Linked DNA regions of Pan troglodytes: region 1 is linked to region 2. The links are chromatin contacts, called in public Hi-C maps. All regions are on one chromosome and are shown on one strand. The core of a region is the stretch at or near the end of the contact, and the rest is flanking DNA. Distances in the headings are between cores, read along the strand shown.

The links. Hi-C and Micro-C count contacts between places; a contact is called where the count stands out from the background.
Region 1: a Hi-C map of induced pluripotent stem cells shows a contact between it and region 2, with 2.1 times the contacts expected there. The contact joins the promoter of NPBWR1 here to the promoter of ALKAL1 in region 2. A contact is called at or near these places in 1 of 7 Hi-C or Micro-C datasets (induced pluripotent stem cells) and 1 of 1 datasets of contacts at active chromatin or transcription factors (stem cell-derived excitatory neurons).

The regions. Positions count from the first base shown.
Region 1 is chr7:61,510,230-61,515,148 of NHGRI_mPanTro3-v2.0_pri, forward strand. NPBWR1 (neuropeptides B and W receptor 1) reads left to right here and starts at 3,189. Exons shown (of 1, transcript XM_016959474.4): 1 at 3,189-4,919. The coding sequence starts at 3,384. The coding sequence ends at 4,370.
Region 2 is chr7:61,136,760-61,141,292 of NHGRI_mPanTro3-v2.0_pri, forward strand. ALKAL1 (ALK and LTK ligand 1) reads right to left here and starts at 2,229. Exons shown (of 5, transcript XM_001149038.6): 1 at 1,467-2,229. The coding sequence starts at 1,656.

The DNA of each region.
Region 1 (4,919 bases), core at 1,939-4,438, 370 kb after region 2:
AATTAGCCTGGTGTGGTGATGCGCACCTGTAATCCCAGCTACTAGGGGTGCTGAGAGGGGATGATTACTTGTGCCCAGGAGGTTGAGGCTGCAGTGAGCTGCAATTGCACCACTGTACTTCAGCCTGGGTGACAGAGCAAGACCCAGTCTCAAAAAAAAAAAAAAAATCAATAGAGAAATTTGAACAACATAGTAAGTTTGACTAGTTGACATATGTAGAGTTTTGCACCCAACAAATGCAAAACAATTTTTCACGTACACATGAAATAATTAGAAAATAACTATATACTGGGGAGTAAGTTTCAAAAAATATCTATGAATTGAAGTCATATTGAGTATGGTCTCAGTTTACAGTGTAATTCAACTGGAAATCAACAATAAAAAGGCTAGAAAATCTCCAAACGGTTGAAGATGATCAACTATATACATACATGCGTATATATACACATAAACATATATGGACACACGTGTATACATACGTGTATATACACATATATACACATGTGCATATGTGTATACAAACATACACACATGTATACACACGTGTATAAACTATATACATGTGCATATATACACACATACACACGTGTGTATATATGTGTGTATATACACACGTGTGTGTGTATATACACGTGTGCATATGTGTGTATATACACACAAGTGTGCATATATGTGTGTATATACACTGTGTATGTGTGTGTATATACACGTGCGTATATGTGTGTATATACACGTGTGTATATGTGCGTGTATATACGTGTGTATATATGTGTGTGTATATACACGTGTGTGTATATATGTGTATGTATACACGTGTGTGTATATAGTTGATCATCTTCAACCGTTTGGAGATTTTCTATTATATATATTTTTTCTTTAACATTATATGGTGTTTTATCATATAGTGTTTCTTACGGACATAGCTTAAGAATCATCTGTTATTTTGTTTCACAGAAAGCGTGAAACTGCAGGGGAGCCGATTTGTATAGATCCTGGTAAAAAGATAATTGAGTAGGTAAATTCCAGGGAGCTTTTGTACAGTGGATCCCCCTGTCAGTGGTTTTGGAGTCCCTAGTTTCAGTTACTCGTGGTCAACTGTGGTCTAAAAATATTAAACGGAAAATTCCAGGAATAAACAGTTCCTAGGTTTTCAATTGTGTTGACTTCTGATTGGCGTGATGAGATCCAGCCATCTTACTCCTTCCCACAGAAAGTGAGTCCTCCCTTTGCCCAGCGTTTCCCTGCTGTCTACAATATCCACCTGTTAGTCACTTCACAGTCTGGGTTATTAGATGACTGTGGCAATGACCAGTGCGGTGTGTTCAAGTCGCCCTGATTTTACTGACTTTTTGCCCTTATTTCTCTCTGGCTCCAAAGTGCAAGAGAAGTGATGCTGGCAATTCAGATATGCCAAAGAGAAGCTGCAAATGCCTCCTTTAAGTTAAAAGGTAAAAATTCTGGACTTAATAAGGAAAGAAAAAAAATCATATGCAGAGGTTGCCAAGATCTACTAAAAACAAATCTTCTATCCACGAAAATGTGAAGAAGAAAAAAGAAATGCATGCTAGTTTTGCTGTTGCATCATTTTTGGATGGAAGAACAGAAACATGTTCCCATTGACCGCAATGGGTACTATCCATGGTTTCAGGCATCCACTGGGGCTCTTGGAACCTATCCCCCATAGGTATGGGGGGGTTACTGTATTTCTGGCCCCACAGTCTTCTACTGCCGACTTTAGGTCTCTCTGGATCTCAGGCCCCCTTCTCTAAGATGCATCCTAGAGGACCAAAAATACACTTTATTTGGGCTTTGCCTGCTTTTGTGGAAGGGTAGTTTACTAGAGGATATAATCTCGTGTTTTAATTTGCTCTCTCTCCTAAAGGAAATGTGGAGAAAAAAAAAAGCAGAAATTGGAAATAACCAATATTTAGTTTATTTCATTCGATTCTTAGGGGAACTGGTGAGGAGCCTAAGATGATTTTCCCTTCCTAGAGAAAGAATCCAAAGTCCAGGGAAATAGCGACAGGGGAGTTCAAGACTGCCCCTACTAGTCCTTCCTTGGCTACTCTCCGCTGCGATCGCAGGATAGCTCTCATTAGCAGGAGAATCGGGCAAGTGTGTGGATAAGTAGAGAGTGTGTTGAACAACTTGTAACGTTTTATGAAATACGCATTGTCATGGTTCCCTAAAAGGCTTTGCGGAAGCCGTTTGTCTTTACTAATCAAGTCTTTACTTACACAAAAGTAGAAGTAGAAGTAGTTTTAGAAAACATACTAACAATCTTCTATCCCCTTGAAGACCAGCGTAGCAGAAAACAGGTGATTTGCATTATAAAATTGCACTCACTTTTTCCTCCTTTCAGATTTCACATTACATTAGCCCATTTGTGTTACGGTGTTTAAAAAATGGAAAAGGCGCCTCCACTGCATTGTTCTCCTTTAAAAATAGATCACTTACACCCTAACTTTGTTTTCCTTAAATTCGATTCTTAACAGGAGAGCTTTCTATTATTTCAGATGGAGTGAGGTTGCACGACTGGGATGGAAGAAAGGAATCCCTTAAATTTGGGGGAATTTCTGTTCTCTGTTCCAAGACCATTTTACTTGGGGTGTGGGGGTGGGCGCGGCGGTCAGGGCAGTGGAACGCAGTCGCGGCTGCGCCATCCCTGCACTTCCAGGCGCGCGGGAGGGACCGGCGGGGACGCGAGCTGCGGACTCTGGCGAACGCGGGGGAGGCAGACACGGGGAGGCGGACACCCAGCCGGCAGGCGTCTCAGCCTCCCCGCAGCCGGCGGGCTTTTCTCCTGACAGCTCCAGGAAAGGCAGACCCCTTCCCCAGCCAGGTAAGGTAAAGACTGCTGTTGAGCTTGCTGTTACTGAGGGCGCACAGACCCTGGGGAGACCGAAGCTTGCCACTGCGGGATTCTGTGGGGTAACCTGGGTCTACGGAAGTTTCCTGAAAGAGGGGAGAAGGGTTTGCATTTTTCCTATGGAGGATTCTTCTCTCTCTAGCATTTCGTTTGATGTATTCAACTGGTAGAAGTGAGATTTCAACAGGTAGCAGAGAGCGCTCACGTGGAGGAGGTTTGGGGCGCCGCGGCGCCACCCCCACCCCTCCTCGGGACCGCGCCTATTTCTAAAGTTACACGTCGACGAACTAACCTATGCTTTAAATTCCTCTTTCCAGCCCCGTGAGTCCGCGGCGACATTGGGCCGTGGGGTGGCTGGGAACGGTCCCCTCCTCCGGAAAAACCAGAGAACGGCTTGGAGAGCTGAAACGAGCGTCCGCGAGCAGGTCCGTGCAGAACCGGGCTTCAGGACCGCTGAGCTCCGTAGGGCGTCCTTGGGGGACGCCAGGTCGCCGGCTCCTCTGCCCTCGTTGAGATGGACAACGCCTCGTTCTCGGAGCCCTGGCCCGCCAACGCATCGGGCCCGGACCCGGCGCTGAGCTGCTCCAACGCGTCGACTCTGGCGCCGCTGCCGGCGCCGCTGGCGGTGGCTGTACCAGTTGTCTACGCGGTGATCTGCGCCGTGGGTCTGGCGGGCAACTCCGCCGTGCTGTACGTGTTGCTGCGGGCGCCCCGCATGAAGACCGTCACCAACCTGTTCATCCTCAACCTGGCCATCGCCGACGAGCTCTTCACGCTGGTGCTGCCCATCAACATCGCCGACTTCCTGCTGCGGCAGTGGCCCTTCGGGGAGCTCATGTGCAAGCTCATCGTGGCTATCGACCAGTACAACACCTTCTCCAGCCTCTACTTCCTCACCGTCATGAGCGCCGACCGCTACCTGGTGGTGCTGGCCACTGCGGAGTCGCGCCGGGTGGCCGGCCGCACCTACAGCGCCGCGCGCGCGGTGAGCCTGGCCGTGTGGGGGATCGTCACACTCGTCGTGCTGCCCTTCGCAGTCTTCGCCCGGCTAGACGACGAGCAAGGCCGGCGCCAGTGCGTGCTAGTCTTTCCGCAGCCCGAGGCCTTCTGGTGGCGCGCGAGCCGCCTCTACACGCTCGTCCTGGGCTTCGCCATCCCCGTGTCCACCATCTGTGTCCTCTATACCACCCTGCTGTGCCGGCTGCATGCCATGCGGCTGGACAGCCACGCCAAGGCCCTGGAGCGCGCCAAGAAGCGGGTGACCTTCCTGGTGGTGGCGATCCTGGCGGTGTGCCTCCTCTGCTGGACGCCCTACCACCTGAGCACCGTGGTGGCGCTCACCACCGACCTCCCGCAGACGCCGCTGGTCATCGCTATCTCCTACTTCATCACCAGCCTGAGCTACGCCAACAGCTGCCTCAACCCCTTCCTCTACGCCTTCCTGGACGCCAGCTTCCGCAGGAACCTCCGCCAGCTGATAACTTGCCGCGCGGCCGCCTGACTCCCCCAGCGTCCGGCTCCGCAACTGCCCGCCACCCCTGGCCAGCGAGGGAGGAGCCGGCGCCAGAGTGCGGGACCAGACAGGCCGCCTAGGCCTCCTGGGGAAACTGACTCGCGCCCCATCCCCGACCTAGCAGATCGGAAGCGCTGCGACTGCGCCCGCAGGTTGACCTTGCCAAGCCCTCCAGGTGATGCGCGGCCACGCCGGGTGAGAAGAACTGAGGCTGAGATTGCCACACTGAGGGCTCCCTAAAGCCGAGGTGGAGGAAGAGGAGGGTAGAGGAGGAGGGCGGTATTGCTGGGAACCGCCCCCTCCCTGCCCTGCTCCCTGCTCCCCCACCCGAGTCCTGGCAGTCTGGAACCTGGCTGGAGTCGGAACTCTCTCCGCGCCTTCGAAGGGAGGCCCGAGGACGCTGCGGGCGCCCCCAGGCGTCGGCTCCGCGCGGCCCCTGCTGTAGCTGGCGCACAGCCCCGGCGGGTCCCCTTGTTCTCCGCGCGCTCTGGGAAGACGGTCAGGCGCGCGCGTTTGGCGCCCACCCCTGTGAGACCC
Region 2 (4,533 bases), core at 979-3,478:
AGTGACATTTTATTCTCTGAGATAAATATTTTAGGCTGACAATAATTTTAAGTCAAAGTGCATGATCTGTGTGCACCATTGCTGCATGGCCGTGCTGCGGACACTGACCCTGTGCCCTCCCCTCCTGAGGGCTCCCCAGTGGCCGGCTGGACTGAGAGGCTCTGCCCGGGTTGTCCACACACCAGCTGGGCAGCCCACCTCAGCCTCCCACCTTCTCCATCCCCTCCCCAGGGCAGGACACCCTGCTCACTTAGTGCAGGTGTGCACCAGCGCCTCCTTCCACACCCAGGTGTGTGGGAGAGTGCAGACACTGCTGTCTGCTCCTCTGGGTGGCCTCCGCCCTCTGCATGGTGACAGACAGGAACTCGAAGAAAGTTTGTGGAGTGAATAAGTACATATTTATATCACAACTATTGTGAAAGAAAAATCATACTAAGAAGCCCTTGTTTGCTTTCTTAGCCATAAAGCCTGAGGAGAAGGGATCAGGAGCTGTGGTCCCACGGCCAGCCGCTAGCTGCGGGGCATCCCCAGGCCACCCTAGGCCCTCTCCTCTTCCCAAGCCCGGTGGAGGCCACCAAATGTCCCTGCAGAGGGGCCCTTCTGTCCCAGCCTCGCCGGCAGCTTCACCTTGCTCTGCTCTTGCTGGGTGTGAACAGAAACGTGTGAGGAGCTTCTCGCTTCTGTCCCCACCTTCCTTTCCTGCGTGTCCTGCCCTCCTCCCTCCAGCGCTGCCCCAAGTGCCCGGCCGCCCCCTCGGACCTCCTTTTCCAGGGGCTTTTCCCTGTTCCCCGTATTCACACGACTTCTTCTCTGCCTGTGGATGTCTCATGACCCTCTAGAGCAGCGACTTTTTCCTCCCTCATTCCTTCCACTCCCCTCGGGCATCTAAGTAGCAGGAACCTGACTGTCCAAAGTTGATTTGGGAGCAGCCGGCTGCCCTTCTAAAATGATCTAGGAAAGGTGCCAGTAACATAAGCCGCCGCCTGCTGAAACTGGCGCGTCCTCAGCCACTCGCTGCGGCCAGCGTGAAGGGGAGGGGAACGGGGCATTCCTGGCACGGTCAGGTGTCTACGGACAGCAATCTTAGTTAATTCTCAAAACCCCGGAAGATCCAGAAATGGGGTGCTGACAGGGACCTAACCTGTCCACCACCCCTCGGTCGGTGGGACTGAAACCCATGTCTTTGAGCTGCTTTACCAGTTTATTTCCAAAAAGTCCTCCCACACCTGAGAAGGGACATAGAAAGCTGGTCCCATTGCCAGCCGGATTTCTTTACTTAACTCTCAACCGTGGTAAATCTAATTCGCTTACGACCTCTTTCCGAGAGCTGGGAATCTGCAGAGATGCTCTGTTTTCTGCTGTACTAATCTCAGGCTTCCCAAAGCGAGTGCCTCGCCCAGCTCCTAGGGGAATCCACGGAGCCCCAGGCGCAGGGCAAAGGATGGGGCGGGATGGGGACATCGTACCTGCGCTCTGGGAGCCGCTGGGAGTCCGGCCGGCCCCGGCCGCGGGGAGGAAAAGCAACGGCTTGGGCTCCTTATCCGTGACGCGCGCTCCCCTGCGCCCCCGGGGCCTCCCGTGGGCTCCGTGCGGGGACAAAGCCAGCGCCAGCAGGAAGAGTGCGGGCAAAGGGGCGCCGGGCTTAAGGGGCCGCATGTTCGCAAGCCGGGAGGAGAGAGCGGAAGACTCGGGGAGGATCCCGACGCAGGTCCGGAGGGTGCGCGGCCCAAGAGAAGGCCAGCGGGACCACAGCGCGGCTACGCGGCCGGCCGCAGTCTTCACCGCGCGCCTGCTCTTGTCTACGTCCCGGGGGTCGGCTGGAGCTGCACTGGGACTCGGTCCTCAGTGTGCCGAAGCCTAAGCGCTGCGGGGCGCGGGGCGGGAACGGGAGGCGGTGCCTGGGGCCACGGGGTCGTCCCCCAGGATGAGGGCGTGTCCCAGCGCGCGGGACCCTCGGAAGTCCGCGCTGGGCCGGGCGGGCACCAGCCTCGGACTCAGCGGGTCTCAGGGCTCCCTGCGCAACGCCTGCCTCGGATCCAGACCCCGGGCTCGCTCTCTGGTCGCCGTCCCCGGGAGGACCCAGTAGGGTAACTGCCGCGTCGCCCCGGCGGTTCTCCCTGGGCTCTGTCTCCCGCCGCCCCCACCCCCGAGCCTCGGGGTCCGTCACGGCTTCCCCTGGCTGGCGGGGTCAGTAGAACCCGCGGCGCCTAGGTCCGGACGGAAAAAAGCAGGGCCGGGGTGCGGCCTGGATGAGCGGAGATCTCCACGCCTTGGGCTCAAAGGTGCGGGGTGCGCTCTGCTGCCGAGCCCCTGCTCGCTCAGGAACACTGGCCACGCCGTCACGCCAGCCGCCCCTGCCCCAGGTCTGGAGGCCCGACCTGCCCTCCTAGGTGCAGCACCGCGTTCTCTTCCGCGTGGGGGAGCGGCGGGCGGAGGAGGTCTGGGGCTGGGCACCGGGGACACACGCCCAGCTGCCCTGGCCTCCCAGGGGGGAGTGGCCGGTTTCAGTGCTTCCCCAGGTGAAATCGCCAAGGTCGACCAGTGCGCCCAAAAAAGCAGCCGGCTGGATTTTTCCTCAAATTAGGGAACTCTTATAAAGAGTTTTAGTGTTAACAACTTAAAAAATGAAATTAAGGCCAGTCGTTCTGATTAAAGTGAGCCTCTCTGATCAAACTGCGCTCTGTAAACTGTTGTTGTTTTAGTTGTTTCAGCCGCCTGCTTTATTGCTTTATGTTAAGTATATTGAAAAATGTTGAAATTGCTCGCTAATCAATTGACTACTAATTATCTCCTCATATGCAAAGTGCAAACAGGTGAAAGGAAGAAGGCAGGAATAACTAAGGGAACTGAGGCTCCATTACTCCTTAGGCGGTGCCCAACGTTACATTACTCTACAAAAAGAAATCTTGTGGGTCACAGATCCTGAATAATGACCTCAACTCCTTCAAATAGTTTATCTAGGCTTGGCATGTCCAACATGCCTAAGAAATTGGGAAGCAAAGCAAGCTTTGCAGGAGCCCTGTGAAATCGTGCCTTTGGATGAAGCTCTTTTGAGGAAGTTGTTACACAGGTGAAGACTGCTTCTTCCAATCGTTTCACTGTTAAGCACGCATAGGAATCTGGTATTTCCTAAGCAAACACAGCAGTGTAAGAGAATGGCTTCCACCAAGGGAGACCCACAAGAGTCTTCCTAGAAAAACAGGTTAAGGGTCTGAAGGCCCTACTTAGGTGGAATAAACGCTTTCTCACAGCTCTACTGAAGTGAAATAAGAAAACATTAGAAGTTCACAGACATTGACAGGCAGTTCAAAAATTAATTTTAATTGGAAAATAAAAAAATAGGGACTAGTCCGAAAAACGATGGGGAAATGCAGTATGAAATAATGCTGGAGAATAAGTGATACTGAAACCATGACAAATGGACTTTTTAATCAACCATCTATCCGGAGCAAAAGACAGCAAAACCTGGAAGCTGAATTATTTTCCTCTTCCTCTACGTTGAAAGCTAGAGGAAATAAACAAAGCAATGAAGTTTTCAAGCCTGACAGTTTGGGGTCTACTTTCAGCTGTCATTAGCCATGGGGCCCTGAGCAAACCATTTAGTCTTCTCTCTAGCAAGGTGAAGAGGTTGAACTTCAGTGGTTCTCACACTGTGTACCATGTGAAGGAGAGGCTGTAAAAAAAAAATGCAGGTTCCCAAACCCCTGGGGACGCAGTCCCCCAGGAGGATCCTGTAAATCTGCGTTTTAAGGGACTCTGGGTAGTTCTGAAGCAAGTGATCCTTTGAAACCCACCTTTATTCATTCAACAAAAATGATGTGAACGCACACTGTGGACCAGGCAGTGGAAACACAGCGGAGCCACCATAGTGGGTAAAATAAACAAAATCCTCATCTTTGTGGAGCATCTAACTTCAGGGATCTAGTTCCTCAACACAATGCTTTTATCATAAATAAACAGGTTACGTATAGCTAAGTCACTCTTTGCTTTTGTTCTTTGTTCATTGCACATCTTTGACTACTTTTCTAACTGCCCCAACTAAATGCTGCTTGCCCTGCCTCTTGCTAATTAGTTTAGAGGCAACTTGAATTGTTCATGTGGGCATTCCCTCAGTAACACTGGCTAATTTATTTAGTATATAAGGAAGGGTTTTCTGTGTAGAAATGGGTACTTAGTAACTAATGTTTAAAGTAATCCAAAGTTTTTAAAACTGTAACTGTTACAAGCTGTTTTAAGCCTTGAAACTCAAGGCACTTATTTTCTTTACAACTTAGCTAATAAATTAAACAAGTGAAGTTTCCTTATTTAACACCAACAAACCCTATTAAACATTTCAAAATACAATCACATATTTAATATAGTTGATTTTCTTAAACATTTTTAAAACCAGAATTTTAAAAGTCACAATTGAAAAATCCATTGCTACATCTCCCCCAAAATATTGGTAATATTGGTAATATAAACTTGTATTAAGGTTCTCTAGAGGGACAGAACTAACAGGAGATATATACATATATATACACACACATAAAT